2 separate regions of the Mus musculus genome follow, and region 2 is linked to region 1. Evidence: chromatin contacts called from public HiChIP or PLAC-seq data. All regions are on one chromosome and are shown on one strand. Each heading gives the region's core, a stretch centred on a gene start, on an enhancer-like site or on the middle of the called end of the contact. The rest is flanking DNA. Distances are from core to core; before and after follow the strand shown.

Evidence for each region. HiChIP or PLAC-seq counts read pairs in DNA pulled down with a chosen protein or histone mark.
Region 2: a contact with region 1 is called in an H3K27ac HiChIP or PLAC-seq map of embryonic stem cells, with 14 read pairs. The contact joins the enhancer-like site here to the promoter of Bend6 in region 1. A contact is called at or near these places in 2 of 39 promoter capture datasets (embryonic stem cells and trophoblast stem cells), 2 of 115 datasets of contacts at active chromatin or transcription factors (both in embryonic stem cells) and 1 of 9 other capture datasets (adipose tissue).

The regions. Positions count from the first base shown.
Region 1 is chr1:33,903,459-33,909,749 of GRCm38.p6, reverse strand. Bend6 (BEN domain containing 6) reads left to right here and starts at 2,129. Exons shown (of 7, transcript NM_177235.3): 1 at 2,129-2,184. Dst (dystonin) reads right to left here and starts at 1,525. Exons shown (of 103, transcript NM_001276764.1): 1 at 1,298-1,525; 2 at 717-751. The coding sequence starts at 1,478.
Region 2 is chr1:34,034,115-34,040,392 of GRCm38.p6, reverse strand. The region is part of intron 4 of Dst (dystonin); the gene reads right to left. Among named protein-coding and RNA genes, the nearest start is that of Mir6896, 80 kb to the left of the region's middle. Within about 2 kb of position 1,627, at least 11 of the 459 cell types and tissues checked have an H3K27ac peak or open chromatin away from gene starts, as enhancers often do. A contact at or near this core is called in embryonic stem cells, where this site is marked.

The DNA of each region.
Region 1 (6,291 bases), core at 880-3,379:
CACAGTACTTTGCTAAGATGAAGACCCTGCATCATAAAGTAACCTCCATGGCCTGATATAGGCAGATTTCGCCCAAAGAGAAAAAACTTGAAGTGGGCAACTGGAAAGCCAGTGGGTCAGGCAGAGCTGTGTCTTGTTCTAACTGGAGGTGGTTCTCCTGCAGTTTCCTGCACTGGCAGCGTCCAGTCACCTACTCTAGATGGATAGTCTAGAACAGACACTAAGTACACACTCTGGCGTATCTTCTTCATCAACATTACTATCATGTAAAAACCATCCTGGGCAGCAAACTAAGCCCGTAGGGATGTCACCTGGAGTCTCAACTGGAGTTTGCTTCAAACTCTTCGGCAATAACGACCTAAGTGGTTTACACTGTGGTTTAGCTACCGACCTCCGGAAGCAACCAGGAAGTGCTTCCACCACAAGTGCAGATTGTAAGCTAAACTGATATCCATTCCCAGACTAAATTCTCTCTTTTAGGGGCTGCCCCTCCCACCTCTTGTAACGCAAACTCCACTACACTAGACACACACAAACACACACAATGCGCCCCAGGCGTGACTATGGAATTGCTTAAGAAGCATGTCACTTTGGGCTTAGGGACTGCAGGCTTCCCATTCGGTGCCCTACTGGCTTTTTAAACACGTATATGATTAATGCTGGTACTCAGGAAAGAAAGCTACTCTGACCTTGAGAGTGTGCGCTAAATAAATTACCTCAGAGCGAAAGTGATGAGATCTCAGAGCAGCATCTGGGGAGAAAAGAGGGAAAACGAGACTCCGTTAACTCCTTGTTCTCAGCCTAAAGAGTTACTGATCACTTACCTGGATTCGGGAAAGCACATTCTAGGTGTCTCTCTCCAATTCCGTGGGCATATTGGGGCGGGGCGGAGAGAGTATTGGACCATCTGTCTCTAAGGTGATTTCTCTGCAAGAAGTTCCAGCAAAGTTGGGAGAGGGGAGCCCATATCATCACGCCTTACTTTTTTATTCCTAAGCTCCAGCAAAGGCTTGGCAAAGATACGAGTACCTCAGCCCAGGACTCCCCTACAATTACCTTCTGGGCTCTAGCAAACTGACCCTAAGAATCGGAGCCTGATCCTTCCTTCCAGGACCTCCGAATCTCCGTGGTTATCCAAACCTGGTGACTCAGAGGATGGAGGTGAGGCCAAAGGGCCAGGGCGCGTTAAATAAATAAATGCACTTAGCTTGAGGAGTGGGCACTGAGTGGGCAGAAGAGGCAGAGAAGGCTTGAACCTCGCTTCTGCCCAGAAGAACCCAGCGGCGGCGTGTCTTACCTCTGCTTCTGGAACGACCCGAAAAGACCGATTTCATCGGATGTCTCCCTTTCTGGAGCTTGCGGTGCCAGCAGCAGAAGAAGACGATGGTGGCGACGGTGCCCAGCAGGAGCAACAAGAGGAAGAGAGCACATTGGATGCTGTAGGGTCTCAGCAAAACGAGGAAAGCGGCGGCGATCATGGTGCGGGCGAGGCGGGGGGCCGTGCGGCGCGGGGCTAAGGCTGCAGAGCGCGCGGGGCGCGGGGCGCGGGACGCGGGGCGGGCGCGGCGGACAGGGGCGAGCGCGGCTCAGCGCGTCAAGCCCGGCGCTCGCGGCCCCGCGCGCGGCCCAATGGCTGCACACCCCGCGCCGGCCCCGGAACGACTGATGGAGAGCAGCGGGCAGCTCTCGCCATGACTCAGCACGCGGCGCAGCGGCGAGAGCCGCGCCCCTCCCTCCGCAGGCGCCCCAGCCCGCGCGCAGCTCTCGGGCTCAGCCCCGCCCGGGACGCAGCCGGCTGGGAGCATCATCGGGTGGCCGCCCGGGGCCTCGGCGTCCTGAAGCCGGCGCACGTGGGGCGGGACGGGGCGCGGCGAGCCGGCGGGGGGCTCGGTGGGTGACGTCACGGGCTGCGGCGGCAGCGGCGGCGCGGGTGCGGGCGCGCGCGCATGGCTGGGGCCGGGACCGAGCGGCGCGCGCCCTCCAGCAGGTCGGTTCGGTGCGCGCGCGGCCCGCCAGGCCACGCGCCGGGCGGCGGTGCGCGGGGACCCCCGGGTTTCGCCTGTGTAAGCCTCCGCGGACCTTCTGCTGGAGGCCGACGTCAGGGGGCGCCAAGGAGCCGGGGGGAACCCGGGCTCCCGCCTCCCTGAGCCCGCCCGGAGGCTGGGGCTCGGAGGATGCAGCAGGGTGAGCTATTTGGTTTGGGGGCGGGGGTAGTCCCTGCGCATGGAGGCGCGAGCACCTGGAAGGGCCATCTCCAAGCTGGTCCAATCTTAGGAAAGGCGGCACGCCGCGGTCTGCAGGCTTGCACCCTACCACCCCCAAACTTGGTGCTGATTCTCAGCCCAGACGTGAGCTCTGCCACGGTCAAAGAACCCTGATTCATTTATTGGCTTTGTAGGGAGAGGTGATTTTAGATGTAAGGATCTGACATGATGAAGGATGAAGGAAGTTGGTGATTGATTGGCCTGTAGATACTGCAGGAGAAATTTTTAGGCACTGTCAGACAACGGCGATCGGTCACACTCGGGTACACACCCTTCTCCCCTTTGCCGTTTTTTTCCAGCTTCCCTTACATTCCGTTACAATCCGCAAAAACTGTATCGCAGTTGTGGGCTGGACACTTGACAGTGATCGCTGATTCGGTGCCAACGAAGAAGGCAAGGCGTGAGCGCTGCGGTGTGCTCTTTTGCGGAGGGCCTCTGCCACCTGGCGAGAAAGCCAAAGCTGCAGTGGCCGCCTGCAGCGTGTTGCGGCCTTAGCGGGCCAGTGCAGTGCTCTGCCCTGCTTGCCCCTAAGGCAAACTGGCTTTCCCTGTGGGAGTTGGATGATTTGTTTTCTTTCATTGACTTGTATTTTTTAAATTAACTATATGACATATGACAAATGAAATATTACATTTGTGCAATTTCTAGTAACTGGCTTGAAACTAAATAATTCGTAAAATTCCAAAAGTCAATTGAAGAATCGATAGGAATGTGTGTATTGTTGTCTAACTATATGAAACCAACTGTTCAGTTCTGCAAAAATGTGTAGCCATTAGTGACTGATAGGTGAATGATGTATTATCAAGTGTGAGCATTAAAAGAAATGCGGAAAGATGTTGCTTAGCCCTGATGCCAGGTTCATAAGCACGGAAAGCACAGGAAAATGTGCTCTTATTTGCATGTTGGCCTCCTAAAACAAATACAGATTGCTATTATATGCCACTCATTCTGTTGTTTGAGGCTGAGGATGGAAAGCACCTTGCTTGCCGACACTGAGGAAGGTGAGACTCTTGACTGTCAGACTGCGGGGAGCACTGGGTGCCAAACAGGCTTCACGGGTCCCTGGCAGTCAGCAGAGCTGTCTGGAACTTCTGCATCCCGTGCACAGAGCTGAAGGGCTCCTGACACTGCAGCCCACTGCAGTAAGAAACTGTATTCCTATCTGCTATGCAGGGGGGCGGGGGGGGGGGGTTGAAGAGAATCCCGAGATCTTGCAAAGTGTGGTACACCGCGAAAGGAAGAACCCAGCACGCTGAGCAGGGCACCGGAGGGTCGTTTTATACTGGACCAGAGTAACCTTCTGCAAACTGGGGGTGGTGCTAGCCGATGCGGTTTCCGAAGGTCATCCTTACGTTTCTCACTGACCAGAGCTTGGCAGTGAGCTGAAATGGCACAAATATCTCTGAACAGAAATAGGTCTGAGGCTGTAAACTCAGCAAAGTAATCAGTTTGCCCCAAATTCTGTGCTTTTAACAGCGAACAGCAAGTAAATAGCGATTCCGATTCTCTGAGCTATTATTTACTGCGATTATTATCATCCTGAGCCTTGCTGCCGCCATTCACAAGTTTCAGTTGCACACAAGAATATCATTTATCTCCCCGATAAGGTAAACGTTTAACTGAAACTCAATAGGATTTATACATACATCTTTTTATATGTATTTCCTTCTGTTCTTTGTCTGGGTTGTCTTAAGGATACATACAATAAACAAACCAAGTGCTAGAAAGAATTTAGTCTATGAGTCCATTACTTTCTGGTTTGTTGCTAATTTATCATTTCCTTCCCAAATAATGGCATGTTAGTAATTGTTTCTTTCTTTGTGTTTGCGTGGTACCTGGTGCATCCTGGAGCTCAATATGCATTAAATTAGCCAATCTGTCTTTTGAGGAAGTTAATTTAGTAGAATTTATGCCTTTTCTTCCTGATGGGATTTCATTTAAAAAAAAAAAAAAGAGTTGATGTTAAATAAAAGTCATACATTTAAGATTCAAGGTAAGGGCAGGAAAAATACAATACATAATACAAATCTCATAATATAAATCTCTTATACCTGTAAATAAAAAATCACAATGGAAAATGTTGTAGTTTACTGCCTTTATGACAGAAAATGTTTACTGTAATCCAAGAGGTTAGGGAGCTAAGGAGAAAACAGAAAGTTTGCAATGGGTGTGTATCAGTGCACCATCACATATCCCTTCTTGTGGTTCTCCACCCTAGATAAACACATGGGTTCGAAAAGAAAATTAAAATGTTAATTGTATTCAGGGTCAAGTCAGATTAAAACATTGCTTAGACTCAAACCAAAATGGGATACCTTGTCTCTCTATCCCTAACTCAGTGTGCCTGCCTCCCATCACAGATGAAGAAGGATCTCACAGTAGAGCAGGCAAAACCAACCTGTACCAACTCCTGCTTAGAGATCAGAGCCTGGCACTTTCCCCGTCTATAAGGTACACACTATGAGCGGAAAGGAGAAGGACTCATATATGAGAAGGAAGCTTTAGTAATCTTTCTGTCCATCTCTAACTAGCAGGCTCTGGTGGTTCGTCTTGATTGGCCAACAAGATTATCAGCTTGCTAGAACTGAGAAGTGCCTAAGAGATTAACAAAGCACATCTCTAGATTTGTTGTGATACCATTGCTCAGAGAGGATTAAGTGAGGCGGGTTGGTGGGGAGACTCACCCTGGGTGTGAGCAGCCACATCCCATAGCCTAGCGGACCAGATAGCATAAAAGAGGAATAAAAAATAAAATTAAATAAAATAAATAAAGCACAGGCATTCTGTGTGTGTGTGTGTGTGTGTGTGTGTGTGTGTGTGTGTGTGTGTGTATGTGTGTGTGTGTATGTGTGTACTAAAACCTTTGAACCCACAAGGCCCAGGCGAATCTTTTCTCCGTGCTCATGTGTCACAGTGATGGAGCCCTACTGACAAGCAGTCCTTCCTCAGTCTTTCCCATTACTAACTCTCCCTCAAAGTTAAGAAGAGTAAATTAATTAAGTTCAGGCGGCCTGGAGAAATTCATCAGTCAGTAAGGTGCTTACTTTGCAAGCATGAGTGCCCATGTCAAATGAAACAACACCCCCACCCCCACCCCACCCCAAAGAACCTGGCACGCCTGATGTCTGTAACCCCAGCACTGGGGAAGTGGATCCCAGAGCTCTAGCCCGACAGCCTAACCTATCTATGGAGTTACAGGCATCAAGTGACCCTTTCCCAAAACAGGAAAGAATTTCACGGTAGTGCAACAGCTCAAGGTGTCCGTGGGCATCCCCACTCATGTGCATGCATGTGTTGTGGACCCTACCAAAAAGCAAGTGGTTTTACTAAAGCAGAGATATCTTGTCTATTATTTCGCTAGAGTCAATGGGTGTGGCACAATTTCCTAATTAATAGTTCAGGAAGAAATATCGGGAGGAAGCAAAGTGTCCACCCCAAGCAATGTAGCGCGGGAATAACGGAAGATGACTCAGATTCGGAGCCAGGGTGGAAACGGTGAATTTTGAAGGAATAACAAGGGTAACTGTGTGAAAAAACCACTGTGTAAATTTGGGTAGAGAAGTCTCAACCAAAAACGGATGTGGGAAGAGTCGTCACACAGATTGTTAGTGAAATCATGGACATGGAAGAAGCAAGTAAGAAGAGAAACTCTAGAAAGGGGAACTGGAGCTTGGAGGAAGCTCCGGTTTGTGGACTGGGAAAGAACCGAAGGCAGGACCGCTGAGTGAGGAGTGAGCATTCCAGCCCCTCGCCCCCACCCCCACTCCCCAGCCCGCAAGGCTTGCTGGGAATATGCACCAGCGGTTAAAGAGAGAAAGCCCTGGGGGATTGGGAGGGGCAGTTTTCAGGAGTTACTCCAGAGGACTGAGAGATCACGAAGGGAGAGGCCAAAACATAGAAAATGGGTTACAAAGGGAATAGAAGTTAAAATGGGGGCTCAAAGGCACCATCCACACTCTTGGGAGAAATTTAACTGATGGAAACAAATATAAAAGTACTAAAAGTCTGAGTACAGCCTAGTACTCAT
Region 2 (6,278 bases), core at 378-2,877, 130 kb before region 1:
ATATAGGAAAAGATTCTAATTCCATCTCAACAGTCATGTTACTGCTACTTTCAGCTACAACCTCTTGCTTTTCATCGGGTGTGATGGTTTGAATACAAATGCCTCCCATCCCACAAGTGTTTGACTCTTTGGTCTCCAGTTGGTGGTCCTATGGGGTTATGGGGAAGTAAAGCTTGCTGAAGGAATTGAGGACTTATGGTCTCACCCCACCTCCAATTCCTCTGCTCTGCTTCCTGGTGAAGACGAGCTCTCAGCTTCCTGTTCTTGCCACAGTGAACTCATCTTCTGGAACCAGAAGCCAAAATAAATACCTCTATAAGATACCTTAACGGCACAGCAGCAGCGAAGACACTAATATGCCAGATAGCACGTGGCTGCAAATTACTTCTTCAGAAATACTCACCAAGTCTCTCTGGGTGCAGGATCAGGATCTAAAATACCTGACTGGGCAGCAGATGGTAATTCACTGAATGACCCCAGAACATCTTACGGACTATGGACGGCACTATACAGGGTGGTTGTGTCACAGAGTCTAATTTCCATTTAGTGAAGTTTTTCTGGCTGTCTCAACTGAAACAGACACATTTACACAGCCAGCTACGCTTGAGCCTTCTCTGGGAGCAGCCTTAGGTCTCCTTTTCCCAGCGTTCAGGTGCTGTATACTCCCTGCTTCTGTACCAAGCTTACACACACACACACACACACACACACATATGAAAAAGAAACATTCGGGGGCTAGAGAGATGGCTCAGAGGTTGAGAGCATTGGCTGCTTTTCCAGAGGTCCTGAGTGCAATTCCTAGCAACCACATGGTGGTTTATAACCATCTATAATGAGATCTGGTGCCCTCTTCTGATGTGCAGACATAGATGCAATGCAGGGAGAACATTGTATAAATAAAAATAAATCTTTAAATGAAAAAAAAAGAAAAGAGAAAAAGAAACATTAATATATGCTAGCAAGGATGTGAGAGGGGAGGGATCTTTCTACACTACTGGTAGGAATGTAAATTCTCCTGCCTTGGAAATCAATGTAAAAACAGATCTTGCCTATGACCTGACTAACATTTCTGTGTGTATACCTGACAGAGTCTTAATCTACTCACTGTATACATATTTGCACATGCATGTTTAATGAGGCACTATTCATAAAAGACAAGATATAGAACCAACCTATCAACAGTGAATGAATAAGAAAGTTCGGTATATTACAATGGGATTCTGTTCAGCCACAAAAAAAGAAAGAAATTATATTGCATTCATGATATTTTATTTAACAGTAAAATAAGTAAAATAAGCCAGTCTCACAGCGACATGAGAACACATTTACTTTCATATGTAGAATCTAGAGGACAAAGATAAAAGGTGCACAAAATTAAAAAAAAAAAAAAAGGTTAGGCTGTGACCCCAAGTTCCTGTAATAAACAGCATCTTATGGCAGGTCTTCTGCGAAGCTTATGTACTGCTAGTTTCTGTCAGCTTGACACAGACTAGACATATCCGGGAAAAGGCAGTTTCAACAGAGTAAATGTTTTCACTGGACTGCCTACAGGCATGTATATGGAGTATTATCCTAATGACTGGTGTGGGCGGGGCCAGCTGTGGGTGATGTCAGCCCTAGGCAGGGAGGCATAATAGAGCAGGTGCAGGCGGAGCAACCCAATAGGGGCACAGCACTCCTCTAAGGTCTCTGCTTCATTTCCTGCCTCTGGGTTCCTTCCTTGAGTTCCTGTCCTTGTTTTCTTCAGTAAAGGTCTGGGACTGTGGAAGCCAAATAACCTCCCCAAGCAGCATCCGGCCGGAGCGAACTGGCCAGAGTCTCAGTGACCCCAGAGAGGCTGAACACTGTAGGTCCAGCACCTAATCACAGTTTACCTTGGGCTATCGCTGGCCCTTCCAATAGCCTTGCCTTGTCCACTTCGGTATCTAACCTGACATCTCTGTGACCAACAGAGATGCAAAGCCTTTCAGAAGACGTTAACAGACCACTAGCTTCCACCAACTGGAAGCCTTGGAATGCTGTAAGACAACAGCACCCCAGGCCTTCAACAGCAGTTCGCCATTTTGCTGAACCCTGTTCACCTGGTGACACAGCTGCTGTATCTGAAATCCGCCCTGATTTGTGAATTTCTTTGTTCTGTTACTTTAAAAACATCAAGAAGCTAACACCTTTAATGCCAGCACTTGGGAGGCAGAGGCTAGCCTGGTCTACAAAGTGAGCTCCAGGACCAGCCTGGGCTATACAGAAAAACCCTGTCTCGAAAAACCAAAAAAAAAAAAAAAGTAACACAGACTCCAGGTAACCCGAATCTTTGTTCCTTGGCCGTGGTCACTCACACCTGATTCTAGAACAAACTCTCTCTTAACCCCTTTCAAGAACTGTGTTTCTGTACCAATGGTATGTAGAAGGGAAAAGGGGAGAGAGTGGGTATAAGAAAAGAGTACTAGCGGCTGAACGTATACACAGTATGTATATATACACATGGAGGGTTGGATGTTTCAAGGAAATCACCTATCTGTATAGCTAAAAAATAAATACACATTTTTAAAGACAATAAGAGGTGGACACTGCTCCACCCACCCCACCCCCCCCCAGCCCCTACGCTGGAAGACCTCTTACAAGAACCCCTCCCCAGCAGGAAAGCCAGTCTCCATTAATGAGTTCATGTGACCAGGCATAGCTGCCCAGGAGCTAAAGAATGGTGGTGGGAAGTGTCTCCTAGTCCCTGATCTACTGTGAGATCTCAGGGTGACACGAGGGGGCGGGGTGGCGGCAAAGAAAGAGTAGACCTTCCCTCTGGGCAGCCAGAACCAACCGTGTGCTGCTTTTATCCAGCTTTCGGGTTTTCTGCAGGAAAATGAGGAACACAGCATTCCCACAAAAACAAAATACTGCAGCCACCCACGGGACACACTTGCTCCTGGCCAGCGCAGGCTTATCAACTATGCTCTTGTGAGATCCAGAAAGTTCATCGAAAACACGCTGCCGACCTGTCAAAAGCCTTCACTCTACCAAGCTACAACCTGGTGGCTTAATTTTAATCTGCCTTTCCTTGTTTGTTTAAAAGTAAAAATCAGTCTTTTTTTCCCCCCCAAGACAAGATTTCTCTCTGTGTAACAGCCCCTGGCTGTCCACGAACTCTTCGTATACCAGGCTGGCTTTGAACTCACAGAGATCCGAGTGTCTCTTAGGAACATAAGTGAAATCATTTTATGTGACTGAGAATAAGGTAGGGCCTGTAAAATAGAAGCCTGTCTCAAGACCCAAAAGGTAAACTGATAGTTAAGGAACAAGGCGGGTCAGAGAGGTCAGAGACCATCCTCCTGACAGAAACAGTCCTTCCCAGCAAGGTGTGGCTAGGACAGGCCCAAGACAACCCGTGATTGATGCACACCTCTGCCCTCGCCCTCCAAGGAGCAGCTTTGTCTATGATCCTCACAGCCTAGTTCACCGCACCACACAGTCATCAGAAGGAAATCCAGAGAACTGGAAAACCATTTCTCTTCTCTCAAGACTTTCCACAGGACCGGCAAGGGGGTTGCCAAGGTGACCAGAACAGCAGTGTCTAAAGTGACTTGAAGGGACTGTGGTGTGTGGCCTTAGGCAGGTCATTTGTCCTCTCGGCCATCATTCTCTCACCTGTAAAATGAGAAAGGTGACAGCTACCACCAGGTTATTATTCAGGCTAATGCGGCATGTGCAAAAGCATTTAGAGCGATATTTACAGGTAAGACGTCTACTAGCATGTCAGACAAAAGGGTCCACGGAGTAAGCAGAGCCTGGGATGCACCCTCCGGAAGTTTAGTCCTTAGATCCTCACGGTGAGCTACCACACATGCAAATGTAAAACAGTAAGTATTTATGCCCATCCTGGTTTTAGTAAAAGGACAACGTTAACATACCAATCCTGCATGTGCAAGCTCAGAACGCACTGTGTTTATCTGGCATTAGCTGTTGCCTCTTTCCAAGGAGTAGGACCCACTCGGGCGATCCTGAAACCCTGGCAGAAGTGCTCCAGTCTTAGGAGTGGGTGAGAGGTCTGTGTGCGTGCCCTTTAAATATGATCCAGAAAGAGCATGGGCGACACCTCTGACGCCAAACTCCCATCACCCCGCCAGGATTCAGAGCATCATGCCAGTAGGGCAACCGAGGTAACACCGACACGGCCGACCCTGACAGCAGATTATAAATACCCTGAATATCTAATTTCCTCCCTTATCATTCAAAAATCACCCAGGCAGCATCAAGTATTTAGAATAAAAAGCACTGTAAGACTCACATAAAATTTACACTACTCTATTAACAAGTGCTTGCTGGCCTCTGAATAAACAAACTTTTAGGTCACAACTATTATTTCATTTATGGTTTTATGTCCTGACTAAGAAAAACTAAGAAAAAAATCATTTGCTTCAGTGTTCTTTCTTCCTTGGCTTTCCATGAAGATTGGGAATTGTTACAGAATGTGTGTGCAGAACCCTGCAAAGGGTTCCTTGATGCACTGACAGCATGATCCTTTCCCCATGAAGCTGCTGTGGCAAGGGCCCTCCCGGAACAAAAGCAAGGCGATGTGAAAACAGTGTATGTGTGCACGTGTGACTCGGTCATGACCCACATACCCAGACCACCCAACCAGATGCATACACATACACACATGCACACACACATGCATGCCCACTCGTGCACACACACGTTCATATACTTCTTATAAAACTAAACTACCTCATCAGTCCTTCAGAGAGCCGTGATAACCTGTTTCCACAGATCCTCCAACGTGCCCCACTGAGGAGACTGGGCCACTTCGTGGGTCCAGAGTCAGCAGTGCACCAGTGCACAGCCACACACCTACATCACTAATGCATTGTCAGCCTGTGATTCAACAACACTCACTCTGGCAGCTCATTGTAAACACCCCAGACGTTCATTTAAAAGCCTTATCTACAGGCAAGGCAAGGGAAAATATCCCTTCCACGTGTGTGGCTAAAGTACCAGCAGTTAGCAGACAACACGCTGCACGCCTCTTGTTCCCAGCTGCGACAGTCTCTTCTAATTTAAAATTCCACGTGTTCATAAACTTGCTCTAAGTGGAGAAAACCCCTTTAGCAATGAAGCTCTGTTTGCTTTTTGCTTTTACATACTTTGCAGTCTTCTGACCACACACAACTGCAGCTTGTTAGGAATCATGTTCATATTTAATCCTTTTAAATTCTCTCACACCAAAAACTCTTATCCTCAGACTGTTCTGAAAGCCAAGGACTAGTGTCACCCGAGAAACCCTGTGTGGAGAGTCCCCTACTGCGTGTGTTGGATTTCTGACCTGCAGGAAACGGATGGAAGAAAGCACTGTTTTAATCCCTTTCAGCAACTAGTGCAAGGAATCAAACGGATGAGGCCCAAAATGAAGGGCACAAAGAGAAGCCAAAAACCCTCAGAGAGACTATCGAGTCTATGATGGAGGTGCCATCCTGTAGAGAGCTTTCCTGATGTAACCGCCCTAAATGAACAAGAACTTAAGGGGTTCTACACCAACTCCACAACTTAAGTCATTTCAGAAACCAGGACAGACTGTTCCAGAAGAACCAAAGATCCTCTCCTCCTGGACCCCCACCACCGGCTCAATTTTATCTTTTTACCCGAGGAAGACCAAGCAGAGAAGGTTCCTTATATAGGTGTGACGGTGGCTCTCTACATCTCGGCAAGTTAGGGGCTGTCACGGAATACTGTAGGGAAAACACTTGTTCTTTTCCAGAACCTTAGGGTTCCTTACAAAGCCCCACTGAAAATCCCAGATCACTCTTCCTTTGAATATTTTCTCCCTCTCTTTACTCAAAATAGCAAAATACAGACCTGTTTAGCCTGCCCTATCTTGTTAAGTTAGTGTTTACAGACTAAAGGAAACCATGGCGATTGTTCTAAAGCGCAGAGGAAACAGCTCTGGTCTCCATCAGAAGCTGTGCTAAGCATTTTAATAGAAATCTCCAGGACATTCTGTGGCAGGTAAAGTTTCCCTAAGAGTCCCAAATCTTAATCCAGAGGGTTTACAAACACGGGACCTTGAAAAGTGTTGCTATGCATGGCAAAAGAGATCTTTTAAGATCTTGCCCTCCTGGAGGGTCCTGGTGGGCCCAAGGTAATCTCAAGAGTTGTCCTAAGAAGGCAGGGAGGTACCAAGAGCAAACCTCTGCCAATGGGACACAGACAGACGGCCACGAGCCAAGCAATGAAATGAGTCATTTCTGGAAACTAGAAAAGCCAACCTGTAAGGAACAGTTGGCTGACTC